Linked DNA regions of Zea mays: regions 1 and 3 are each linked to region 2. A link is a contact called in public Hi-C data. All regions are on one chromosome and are shown on one strand. The core of a region is the stretch at or near the end of the contact, and the rest is flanking DNA. Distances in the headings are between cores, read along the strand shown. Region 1 holds the start of LOC109941645. Region 2 holds the start of LOC103636252. Region 3 holds the start of LOC103636245.

Region 1 (4,081 bases), core at 308-2,807, 130 kb before region 2:
CTTTCGGTTAGTTGCGCAGTGCCCAGAAGGCCAGAACTAATACTACTATAAACGGCTGCAACAAGCAACAACGTACCTCCTGTTCTACGCCAACAGTTTCAGCAACGTGTAAACGTACGCGCGTTTGATCGAAGCTTGTGTGAACCAGATGCATGGGCGAACGCGCATGCCTCCTGTTCTACGCGTACGTCTAACAGTGTTGAACCCACATAAAGGCCACCTCGAACTTCGTATGAAAAAAAGATATGCAGAGGAGTTCAAAAAAAATGCCTTTGCCGTCAACTGTTTGTAACCAACAATTAATGAAATCAACAGTCAGTCTCAGAGACTACTGACTCATAAACAGCGCGATATACGCGTACGTCCAACCGTTAACAGGATCGTAGACTGAGTGTGAGTGGACACGCTTGCTTTCCGCATTGATGACGATAAGCTAAGCATCGAGGTGGCCGGGCAGCCAGACCGACGACGACGACGGGTGCCGGCCGCCGCCGCGGCCGCTGGCTGAGGGCTATAAGGCTAGGTCTCGATGAAGCCGGTCATCCGCAGGACGGAGTCGCGCACGCGGCGCAGGTCCCGGCCCTTGAGCGTGCGGCCCTGGCCGGAGCACACCGAGGCCGCCGCCGCCGCCGCCCCGCGCCGCGCCAGCAGCACGTGCGGGGGCGCCGCTGCCTCGCCGCCGGCGTCCGTCTCTCGGTCGGCGACCCGCGCGGCCGAGGTGGCGGCCGGGATCTCGATGGGGTCCGTGAGCGGCCGGCGCTCGGCCTGCGCCCACGCCGCGTTCTGTGACATGTTTTCCCGCTTGGTAGCTAGCTACAGTAGAGTAGAGTATGCGTGATGGTTTTGCCCAAACCTTTCTCCGTCCGGCGCTCGGCGTGGGGCGAGATATATTTATAGGGCGCGGGAGCGGGAGCAGCTAGCGCGCGACCAGGCCTGCCTGCCTGATTGCTCGCTCGCTCGCTGGGCGGACTGGCTGGCTAGGTGCCCCGTGCCCGTCCACCTATAGGTCTATAGCTAGCGAGTAGCGACCCCTGATAGCTAGGCTAGTGGCTAGGTTCCGTATGGTGCTTTGTGTGACAGATAAGTATGCGATGAGCCTTGACGTACGAAACGGGAAGGGATAATTCGGCGGTTGATGTCGACCGACCCGGCTGCTTTGTTGCGCGGTGCCGTGGGTGAGGAGGCATCGAGGCCAAACCCATATGTGTGTTCCCCTTTCCTTTCCTTGCGGTGCAGTTCTCATGCGCTACGCGGGCGTTCGGCTTGCATTGGTGCTGTGCGCCGGCGGCGGCGCAAGTTGGGCGACGCCGACGCGCTTTTGGACATCGTATGCCATGCTGTCATCCGTGACACACTTCCTATGTCACGTGTTGTGTTCTGGCGTCAAGAAAGCCCATATCCATCGGGGTTTGGTCGCGACTCGACGGAGAGTATGTCACGTGTGCGCGTGCGCACGTTTGCGAATGACAAAGACGTCCTGAGAAAGACAACGCGTGCGCATGCCTATCATTTGCATCGGTTTGGCGGCGATCAAGCTAGCACTCTAGCAGTCACCAGTCGGCTTTGTAGTCTCATTATCTTCACGAGACTCTTTATTTGTAACTAACTCTTTATTTATCTCTCTATAAAAATTAAACTATATATATAACATCTCATTCCAATAGACTCTCCAACATATAAATCAGCTTGGCCAGCAAGAATTGCTAGTCAAATTTGGTAAGTGAATAAGTCAATTTAGAGAGCCGGATAGCTTGGAGAGCTATTTTATTTTTAAGTAGCTAAAAGTGACAGCATTCTGAGTCCCAAGATTGCACGTATGCGCGCGCATGCAGGCTAGGATTAAGAAGACTTCCAACCCTAGAGCATACCAAACACGCAACTTTTGTAGTTGCATCAAGCGTCACTTTCGAACTAAAGGCTACAACTGCTCTCCTGTGCTTAGCCGCCGCTGGATTTTCGGAAACGGACAGTCTACAAACGAACTGGGCAGAGTATCCATCGGGTCTGGACTCGTGCCACAGTAGCTTTCTAGTTTCTGTAGTATATACCTTCGTCTGGTGTGGCAGTGTCGTTTCAACGCACAAAAAAAAGTGCCGTGTTGGCATGCGCCACGGCCCGCAGATGCATCAAGCAACGAGCACGCGCACACAGCCAGGACAGAGCTTGCTTTAGCTCATGTGATCTAGAGAAACAGGGCCTAAAGGAGAGTTGCATGCAAATGCCATTAGGTCCCAACGTTTTGATGGTAGTTTAGCGCCCGTGTTGGAAATTAGTTCCTTCCGATGCGAGTTTGGACAAAAATTAGCCAACGGCCAGGGGCACCACCCACGCACCGCAGGCGGTGGCCTGGGCTGCAATGGAGGGCAAGGCGCGAGCACAGTGCACGGAAGCAAGCAGCACGTGACACGAGCACAGCCGTGGGAATCACACCGTATTCTCGCCTAGGCTGTCATCGGTTCCTGGGTCCGCCACTGCCAACGGCACATGCATCAGCCATGTGTTTGATGAATTCGCTAGACAGATCAATCTCTTGTGCGGTTGCATTCAGGATCAGACCAGACGTATTTTAGCTGATACGGATTTCACAGGTCCAAGCCAAATTTTCATTAACAAGTACACCAAATTCGCGGCTTCTTTCAAAGTCATATATGCATGCATGCTCTCATGGGCGCCGGGCATCTCTTCTCCAACTGCTGGGCAAGCCCGACGTAATGATCAACCACACACACGCATACGATACGATTTCTGCACAAGTGACTACCCAACCGATGGGAGACTTGCTTCGGTTTCCACCCGGAACAATTCAGGTTTCTCCCTCTTGGCTTCCTCTTCAGCCTGCACCAGTAGTTCAGATGTTTCTCCGTCAGAAACTGAAGATATTTTTTTTTTCTTACCAAGGCGCGGTTCCAGAATCATCGCCGAAACTCTCTGGGAAGTTAATTAAGAATGAAGCCTAGGCAGCTGAGACGAACAACTCACGGCTCGGATGATCCTGTCGAGCGCGTCGGGCCCGTGCGTGTCGATGAAGCGCTCGACGGACTTGCGCGCGTCGAGGCTCATCATCTGCAGCACCCGGCGCTGGCGCTCGCCGTAGCTGGGGCTCACGTAGGTGCCCATCTTGAAGTAGCGCCGGACGTGCGCCTCGTAGATGTAGGCCGCGCCGTTGAAGACGGGCAGCACCAGCCAGCAGCACAAGAGCAGCTTCATGTACGGCCACAGGGGAAACCTGACAAAGAAGAAGAGATTGAGTTTTCTTGGGAGCTCAGCCAGCGTAGCGTGCCTGCGTGTTGAGCTCACCACTGCAGGACTTTCCAGCTTGAGAGCTCGAAGAGGGTGATCAGCGAGTACAGGACCCAGTAGGTGAGCCACTGCTGGTCGTCCAGGGAAGAAGGGCTCTCGATGGCGCGCATGGACGCGTAGCTGTTGATTGTGTGACACACGCTATTAGCATTAGCAACACACGCTACTGTGGTGGTGGTGGTGATTGTGTCTGAGGAGCTGGACGAGTGGATTGTTACTTACAGAGGATAAAGCAGCATCACCCCTGGCCTGCCCGGCGCAGCAGAAAAGAATTATTACACACGGAAATGGAGTCAGAGTGAGTTCATATGGATCAAAGAACAAAACAAGGCCAAAAAGGGGCCTGGGTGGGACAGCCGTTGTTGCCAGGACCTGCATCGAAACGGAAACACTCCACGCACGTACAGTACAGCTTACCCAACGAGGGCGTCCAGATTTCTAGCAAGGGTACCGAGGACACCCATGATCCGTTGTCGACGGCTCGCCACCAGATGGCGACAAGCTCGGCCTGACGTACGTTTCTTGATCTCCTTCCCCCGTTGTTTGTTTCGCGACGGTGTATATGACAAGGGATGCGCAGGTGGATCTGTGCTTCTGTGGAGGTTGTTTTATATCATCATGGAGATTAAAAAGAGAAGAGGAAGAAAGGCATCCGTGTCGATTACCATGCAAAGCCTTCTTTACTCTTGGTTCAAGGAAAGCCAAGAACATTGCAGTTGCAAAGGTCTGAAGCAACTGCGTTCACCAGTAACCTTTTTCCCTAGGTTGTAGGGTCAGAGGG
Region 2 (3,913 bases), core at 1,033-3,532:
CACATGGATTTATTGATGGATTTAATCCCACCATGGGATTGAGTGTGAGATATGGATTCACCCAATCCATACCCGGATTAAATCCATGGTGGGATTATATCCCATGTAACCGAACAAGGCCGTACGCGTCGTCCAATCCCGGTGGCAGGACGGGCCCATCAGTCAGCGCATCAAATCGTGAGCGTAAGCTGGTATGGCCAGTGGTGCATGAGCCCACATGGTGGTGGTAAAGGCCTGGCCATGTGACTGACCAGCGGGCCTCGGTCGTTAGTGTCGACGCGCGTGGGTGGATTGCGTGGGCTGCGCGGTGGGAAAAATAAACAAAGTGGGCCACGCGAGGGGAAAAAACCTAGGTAAGCCTTCTGCCCTTTTTCTTCTTCTCTTTTATGTATTATTTTCTGTTTTCTTTTATTCTTAACTATTTTGAATTTAAATTTGAATTTTGAATATGAATTTCACCATTGAGTCAAGTATACAAATTCAAGCTTCTAGTGGAGGAATAATATATTTTTATTTACTTATTTTTATCCACAAAATTCTTATTTTCTTCTGTTTTCTAAATTCTACAATTCCTTTTAGATTTTAAATTCCACTTTGGACTTTAATATATTTCTTGTCACATTATTATTTTATTTTGTCACAACGTGCACACAAAAGAAAATCCCAGCATGATGCATGATTTATTTGAGTGTTCTTTTGTTAATTATTTATCTGTGCAAGTGAGGTGTCCACATGAAATGATGAATTGACATAACACACATAAATAAGGGAATATAATTTCTCCTTTTAGTTTTTTCTTACAAAACGGGTATTAGGCTCCTCCTTTTATAGTCGCAAGGAGGAGGCCCAGGAGTACAAGGGTTGGTGCGCGGTTGTTGTGGTCAGAGGAGGCACGTTCGAGCCCTGTAGCGGCATGACCGGCGGGATGGCCCTTGTCCTCGTGTCCAAGCCTTGTAGCATGTTCTTTTGACGGAGTAGAGAGCTGAGGCTAGGCTCGAGAGCATGGGCATGTACTCGAGCCAACCTGTACATGGGTGCGGATGTCGAATTGGAGTAGTTGTCATAATACTTGGCATGGTCCTCTGCGAGATTCGCGGAAGAGTAGATGACAATTAATGCACGTCTGCTGGGGCAGTTATCTGAGGCCGAGCTCGGGCGAGGCCGAGATTTCTCCCGAGGTTGCGTCCTTGACCGGACGTTACATGTAGTCACGCTCGGAGTGGTTGAAGCAGTGGTCGGAGTCGGGGAACAGTGCCCCGTACTCGCACCTTGTGAACCGTCGTGTGTGGTAAAGGTAGATTATACCACAGCCGTGTCGTCCTTTGTTGACTTTGATACCCTCAGCGGTGCAAGTGAACGTACAGACACACGTTCTAGAATTGGGGTGGTTGGCCGAGGCGGTAGCTCCCGGTGCGTCGCCTGAGACGCCCTCAGGCGAATCGGGAATGTGCATCGCCATGGGCGAGTCACGACTGCGTCTCCCGCCTGAGGTTGGCTTCGGGCGAGTCATGACTGTGTCTCCCCCGAGATTGACCTCGAGCGAGTCGTGACTTCAACTCCCGATCAGGGTTACCCTCGGGCGAGTTACGACTTGTGCCTCGGACCTTGGTAAGGCTGGGAGCGTGTCTATTTATGCCCCCTTCTTACTCGAGCGTCTAGGTACTTTATGGTTATGATCTGGGTACCCCTAATTATGGTACTCGACATTTAGTTCTTCAATTCGAGTGATTAATTTTATGCAACTTGTGGCACCTTAGACAAGAAACCAAACATGTTCTTTGTTCTTCAATTTGAGTGACTAATCTTAGGTAAGTTTTTGATGCCTTAGGAAATTAAACAGACCCTATGTCTCACCTTACCTTTTGTTCTCTCCGGAGGGGCTCGTTTGGTTGATGATCTAGTCTAGGATGCCAGGTACCGGTTAGGCAGGTGCATCCAGCCACCCGACGTCCAAAATCAACGGCTTGGGAGCTCCAAGGTTCCAACCATACAGACCCGCCTGATGCGGGCTACAGGTGGCTCGGCCCGCCCAAAAAAACAAAAGGCTGGTCCGTCTCATGGCCTGTCCAAACAGACAGCCCATCATTCTTTTATTTTGTGAAAGGGCCCATAGCCTATAACGTACAGTTCATAACTTCATGAGTTTCAGCGGTAGTCATTGTACGTTCGCATGAGTAACAGTGCAATATCTCTCTGGTCTATGTATGTTTCCGGGGCTCGCCAAACTGCACACGCTATTGAGACATGCCGACATGCGTGTACCCGAGAGGAAAAAACGCAACCAGACAAGGGTATGTGCGAGAGCAACTGGACGGACGGGTAGGCACGCCCTTATCCACTCCGGCGCGGGGAGCCGAAGCTGCGCTGGGCCCAGCCGGGGCCGTCAGGCGGGCCATGCGGCGGAAGCGGTGCGGTGCGGTGCGGTGCGGTGCGGTCGTGCGGGCGATCTTCTAGTCCCTGTCGATCCACGTCGACTCGGTGTCTCGGTCAAGGCCTTCTTTATCCTCCCCGACCTCACCCAGCGCGACCGTCACCGTCCCCGGCCACTATTATTATTTTACCATCACCTACCCGCTGCCTTCCTCCTTCTTTTCCCTTTCCCATCGTCGAATCCTCGCCCCTTCTCCCGTCGGCTGTTGCTTTTGCTTCGAATTCCCGATTTGCTTGCCGGAACCCTAGCGACGCCGTGGTGACGCGACGCCGACGCGTATGGAGATCTCCTTCGAGGCGTGGGAGGGCGTGCAGCGGCATGGTCAGGACCTCGCGGACCGCCTCGCGCAGGGTTTCACGGGCCTGCTCCAGGTGCCGCCGCAGTTCCCGTGGCCGCCGTCGCCGCACAAGCGGATGCCCTTCGACATCGACCTCCCCGTCGTCCCCTTCGGCGCCGGCGGCCCCCTCGGCGTCCCGGGGAAGGACTTCCCCTTCCCCGCCGCGGCCGTCTCCTCGGTCATCGACATCGGCGGCAGGCTGGGCCAGGCCGGCGCTGAGCTCGGGGCGTCCGTGGGCGGGGCCGTGCAGCACGCCGTGCGGCGTCTGCCCGTGCCGTTCCGGAACGGACAGATCCGGCGCCGCAAGCTACCGCCGCCGCTTCCTCAGCCGCCCGCGGATTCGGTGGGCGAGGGCGCGGTAGGGCTCTTCGTCGAAAGGGCTGCTGTAGATAGGTGCCCCCTCGAGGCGGCGGCCGCCGCCGCCGCCGCGGCGACTGGGAGCGCTGCCGCATCTAGCGTCAGCGGCCCTGTTAGCGGAGAAGATTTGGACGAGGACGACGATGGTTTCGGCTGCGATATTGGGACTCTTGGAAACTTCAAGAAAGCTAACGTACGATCTAACTCATGCTTGCCGTATTATGGATTTTGGCATGTCGTGAAGTTTGCATCTCATATAAGGCGCATGATCTTAGTTTAGGGCTCCTGTCGTAGCAGCACTTGAATTCAGGGTGTCTGGTCTAGCACCTGGTTACATGAGTTATTGCAATCCTCTTCTTCACAGTTAATCATATAGCCACTGGAAGCATCTGACATTTTGATTCACAGATCTAAACTATGATCTTTAATCATCTGCTGAATTATCCTCTGTGTCAAGGAAAAACTAAGATTACTGCATACAATCCTGAACTCAATTCATGTACACGGTACAACCTAGATCAGAGGCAAATTGCACTTCTATGGTAGTACGGTGGTACACATATGGATGTTATGTCAAAAGTTGTACATAAAGTACTTAAGCTGACTTAACATTTTGAATCAACCAAATGTTTTTTACTGGATTTGTGGATTTGTACATTTTCTATTTTATTTCATGTTACATTGGCATGTCACGACTTGCGACATAGTACTTATCTTCTCGATTGATGATTATATAGGGTACTGTAAATATGTCGGCAACATACAATACCAGGAGTCAAGACATCGAG
Region 3 (3,698 bases), core at 543-3,042, 200 kb before region 2:
CATGACTGATTTAATATTGAATCCAATTTAATTTCATGCCCTACAATATTGGCATCCAAACGGAGCTTGTGACATATAAGACATTTTGGTTTTGCATGTACATTATTTTTGTACTACGATATCGCTAACAATAATATAATATATAGTAAAATTTATGCATTAAAAACAAAATGCCTTAGAACTGGAAGAGTACTGGACAAAGAATATGATTAAATGTATATATCTACCCAGTCGTGGAGCGTGATGGACGGACCTTCTTCTCGTTTGTATATATCTACCGATAATAAATAGATTTTACTATCCTTTTATTGTTTAACTTCAATCGTAAATACTGACAAGAAGAGAGGGTCGAAGCTAGGGTTTGAATTTGAGGGGACAATTTAGATTGAGAGGGTCTGTTATATGATATTTTGTATTATATATATATATATAGTGATTAGCTAGAAAAAATAGTGGCCCCTGATTAGAGTACAAGACAAACAGAGTGCGTGCTGGACAGCCCCCGTGATGCGGCTCGGCCGTTGGGCTTTCGTCTTCGTGTCCGTGGGCCGTGGTAGCAGTTATTACTAGTCCAATCCTGCTGCCATCTCTACGCTGGACTGGATGTCGTCGTATTCGCCGCGCCCTGGCGTTCGACGGCCGCCGGCAGACATGCGACGCACAGCACACGATCTGAGGTGCTTTGCCGAACTGATCGAGCATGGAGCAGCACTTGATCAACAACACACGAACGAAGCACAAAAGGCACATCGGCTTCATGACCTTGCTTATTATTAATTATACTGTAATTTACAGCCCCATCCCTGACGGGATGCGGGCGATCGAGCCCTTTGGAAGTCTCTATTAGAGGGCCGTTCGCGGTCATCAGTCACACTTGGAGCGGTCCTGCGGCGCGAACGTGAAGCTGCCGGCCGAGTAGCGCGCCTGCAGCCCGTCGGTGCGCGTGACGAACCTGCGGAACTTGAGCGGAGACCCCTTGTTGCGGCCGGGGCTGACGGCCACGCGGCAGCCGCGCACCGGCGACCGCGGCACGTACACCTTGCAGTTCCTGCTCGTGAAGGGCGCCGCCTGCGCCCCCGTCTGGACCAGGAAGTAGCCGTGCGCGTTCGTGGCGCTCCACACGGACAGCGCCCGGCGGCCATGCCGGCACCGCAGCAGCGCCGAGGCGTCTGCACGCACATATATGCATACTGTGATCAGAAATGCATGCATGGCTGGAGACCGACGCTGCTGATGAGCACGTACGAACGAACGAACGAATGGACTTACTCCGGAGTGGCGACGCGTCCCTGGACTCGACGTAGCCGCGGTACCGGCAGCTCTTGCACCAGACGACGCCCTCCACCCCGATGGTGAAGTTGATGGGGTTTGGCTGCCGCTGGGGCACGCCCATGGCCGAGCCTAGGGACGGCAGGCCGCACACGGCTAGGGCCACGAGGATCAGGCAGCCTAGGACGCTTCTGATCGCTAGAGAAGACGACGACGCCATTGTAGCTAGCTACTATGACATTCCCTAGTGAATAATGGTCATGGCAATACAAGCCCCTGAAGAGCAGCGCAATTTGTAGCCAACGACGAGCTAGCTAACGCGTCGAGTCGTCAGAGAGTAGTAGATTCCGGCGGCCGGCTCTGGGCTGGCTCAAGCTTAGAGATACCGGCAGATCGATGCTTGCGTTGCGTGTGCTCGACAGATGCCGCCTGCATATGGTTGATTGGGGAAACGGGTTCTAGGGCTTGCATTACGTGCATATGGCTTGGCGGTTCATCGATCGCAAGCGAGTAGCAGCATCCGTAGTACGTGGTTGCGGCTCCTGCACTTTATAATACCACGACTGGATAGAGCTGGACTTGCTTAAATCTAACTGAAAAAGGAGCATAAATTGAATATAAAGAAAAAGACACTAAGAGTTGGTTTGGTGGACAGTGAATTAAAGTGAATCATGAGAGAGTAATCCACTTCCTATTTAATTTTGAATAGCAAGAGAATTCCTTCCCATAGATCCTCTCCAATTACTTGGTCACCAAATCAGTCCTAAATTGTTGTTTTACTCCCCCGCTACTCAAACATTCAAACAGTTTTGGAGGGTGAGTGATCTGATGTTATTTAACAGTGTTCTGTATAATGTTATCCCTCATCCTTGGTCATTAAAACCTTGTTCGGTTATTTTTATTCTACATAGATTATATAGGGTTGGAAAAAAAATAGAAAAAAATAACTTGCTAGAAATTTAAATCCACTCGGGCTTTGTTCGGTTAGTCTAGATTGGAGGCTGGAACCATTCGAGTTCATCAAACTAATACAAATTTGCGAACTATTCCAATCCAAAACTAATCCAAAAACGCATTCAGGAAGAACCGAACGAGCACTCAATCTCGTTCAATCCCATATATGGATGAGATTAAAACGAATAGACCCTAAACGATCGAGTGTGGATGGAGGAGTACAAGAGTTTAGTAGTCATTAGCAGCACCCCATGATTGATAGCTAGTGTGCGTATGGAGGAATCCCTGAAAACCGAAAGGTCAAGTCTCAAAGCATGTGGCGCCGCCGTACGCGGGGTGATGTGCATGCATGGATTCGGTTGTTGCTCTTGCTAGCAGCAAAGGGGCGGCGATCGACACCTCAATTTGCATGTGAAGGATGTCTTGATTCATCGAGGATCGTTATCTCGTGATGACCTGAGTTGCCCTGGTCACACCACAATCGCCGCCCCACGACGCAAGGCGCAGCAAGTCAACCCCAAAAAAATGAATTGCTGCAATAATTATAGATGTCGAAATAGAACGGGCAAACAGGATGGCACGAGGACCACACGTTTGGTGAGGCGCTAAGCGCAAGCATGGTCGTTTGATCGTTTCCTGTGCTTGAGCGGCTCGGCTCATGCTTACTAATGTCGTGCTTAGTAGGCCCTAAAAAGGCCTGTTAGACCGTCTTCAGTAGATAAGATAAAATAGACGACGTGAAACTGTAGATGGTACCGTTTGACATAGTTTGCAGAGTGGAGTTTGAGATAGAAGATAAGATAGGAACTTTAGGAGGCAACTGCATGATACCCCCATAATATAAGACTTTTATTCTTACCCCATAATATAAGGTGTACTCTTTCTAGACACATGTATATCGATACAATAGTAATAATGTTGATATAAAGAATTAAATATATTTTTGTCTTTGAATTATAGACGATTACGCTTTAGAGCAAGTATAATAAGAGGTTGTAAGCAGGCTAAATGCTCACGTGGATGAGAGAGAGGAAGTTGATTGTAAACTTACAATCGACTTGGACACAAGAGCAAAAAAATTATGAATTATGAGAGAGACAAGTAGATCATACATTAATAGTAGAGCTAATCACTGTACACATGGGTGAAGAGGTAGGCCGCAATAATTCTTACGACTAGTTGCTGAGTATATTATAAAACTTGCTCTTATATAATAGGACAGAGGTAGTACGATAAAAAGACCGGTATGTAAAGGTGTGGTCTCTAGTCTCTAGACCGATAAAGAGCTAAACTTTAGTACCTTCAAACATAGGCTAATTATAAAACTAATTATACATATTAGGACTAAATGATAAGACGAATCTATTAAATCTAATTAGTTTATGATTCGCTTATGTGAAGGAAATGAACTGAACCAACATGGTAATACTTGAAAAAGTATACAAGTTTGTTATTTTGAATCATTTAGAGCTCGA

Evidence for each region. Hi-C and Micro-C count contacts between places; a contact is called where the count stands out from the background.
Region 1: a Hi-C map of ear shows a contact between it and region 2, with 2.3 times the contacts expected there. The contact joins the promoter of LOC109941645 here to the promoter of LOC103636252 in region 2. A contact is called at or near these places in 3 of 25 Hi-C or Micro-C datasets (ear, endosperm and tassel).
Region 3: a Hi-C map of tassel shows a contact between it and region 2, with 2.5 times the contacts expected there. The contact joins the promoter of LOC103636245 here to the promoter of LOC103636252 in region 2. A contact is called at or near these places in 2 of 25 Hi-C or Micro-C datasets (endosperm and tassel).

What each region holds. Positions count from the first base shown.
Region 1 is chr8:159,989,301-159,993,381 of Zm-B73-REFERENCE-NAM-5.0, forward strand. LOC109941645 reads right to left here and starts at 1,558. Exons shown (of 1, transcript XM_020542818.1): 1 at 254-1,558. The coding sequence starts at 792. The coding sequence ends at 520. LOC103636248 (HVA22-like protein f) reads right to left here. Exons shown (of 7, transcript XM_035961882.1): 2 at 3,966-4,081; 3 at 3,718-3,894; 4 at 3,523-3,549; 5 at 3,298-3,420; 6 at 2,980-3,226; 7 at 2,521-2,835. The coding sequence starts at 3,764. The coding sequence ends at 2,758.
Region 2 is chr8:160,121,831-160,125,743 of Zm-B73-REFERENCE-NAM-5.0, forward strand. It overlaps LOC103636252, which reads left to right and starts at 2,283. Exons shown (of 7, transcript XM_008658612.4): 1 at 2,283-3,318; 2 at 3,863-3,913. The coding sequence starts at 2,710.
Region 3 is chr8:159,918,284-159,921,981 of Zm-B73-REFERENCE-NAM-5.0, forward strand. LOC103636245 reads right to left here and starts at 1,793. Exons shown (of 2, transcript XM_008658606.2): 1 at 1,270-1,793; 2 at 734-1,169. The coding sequence starts at 1,489. The coding sequence ends at 865.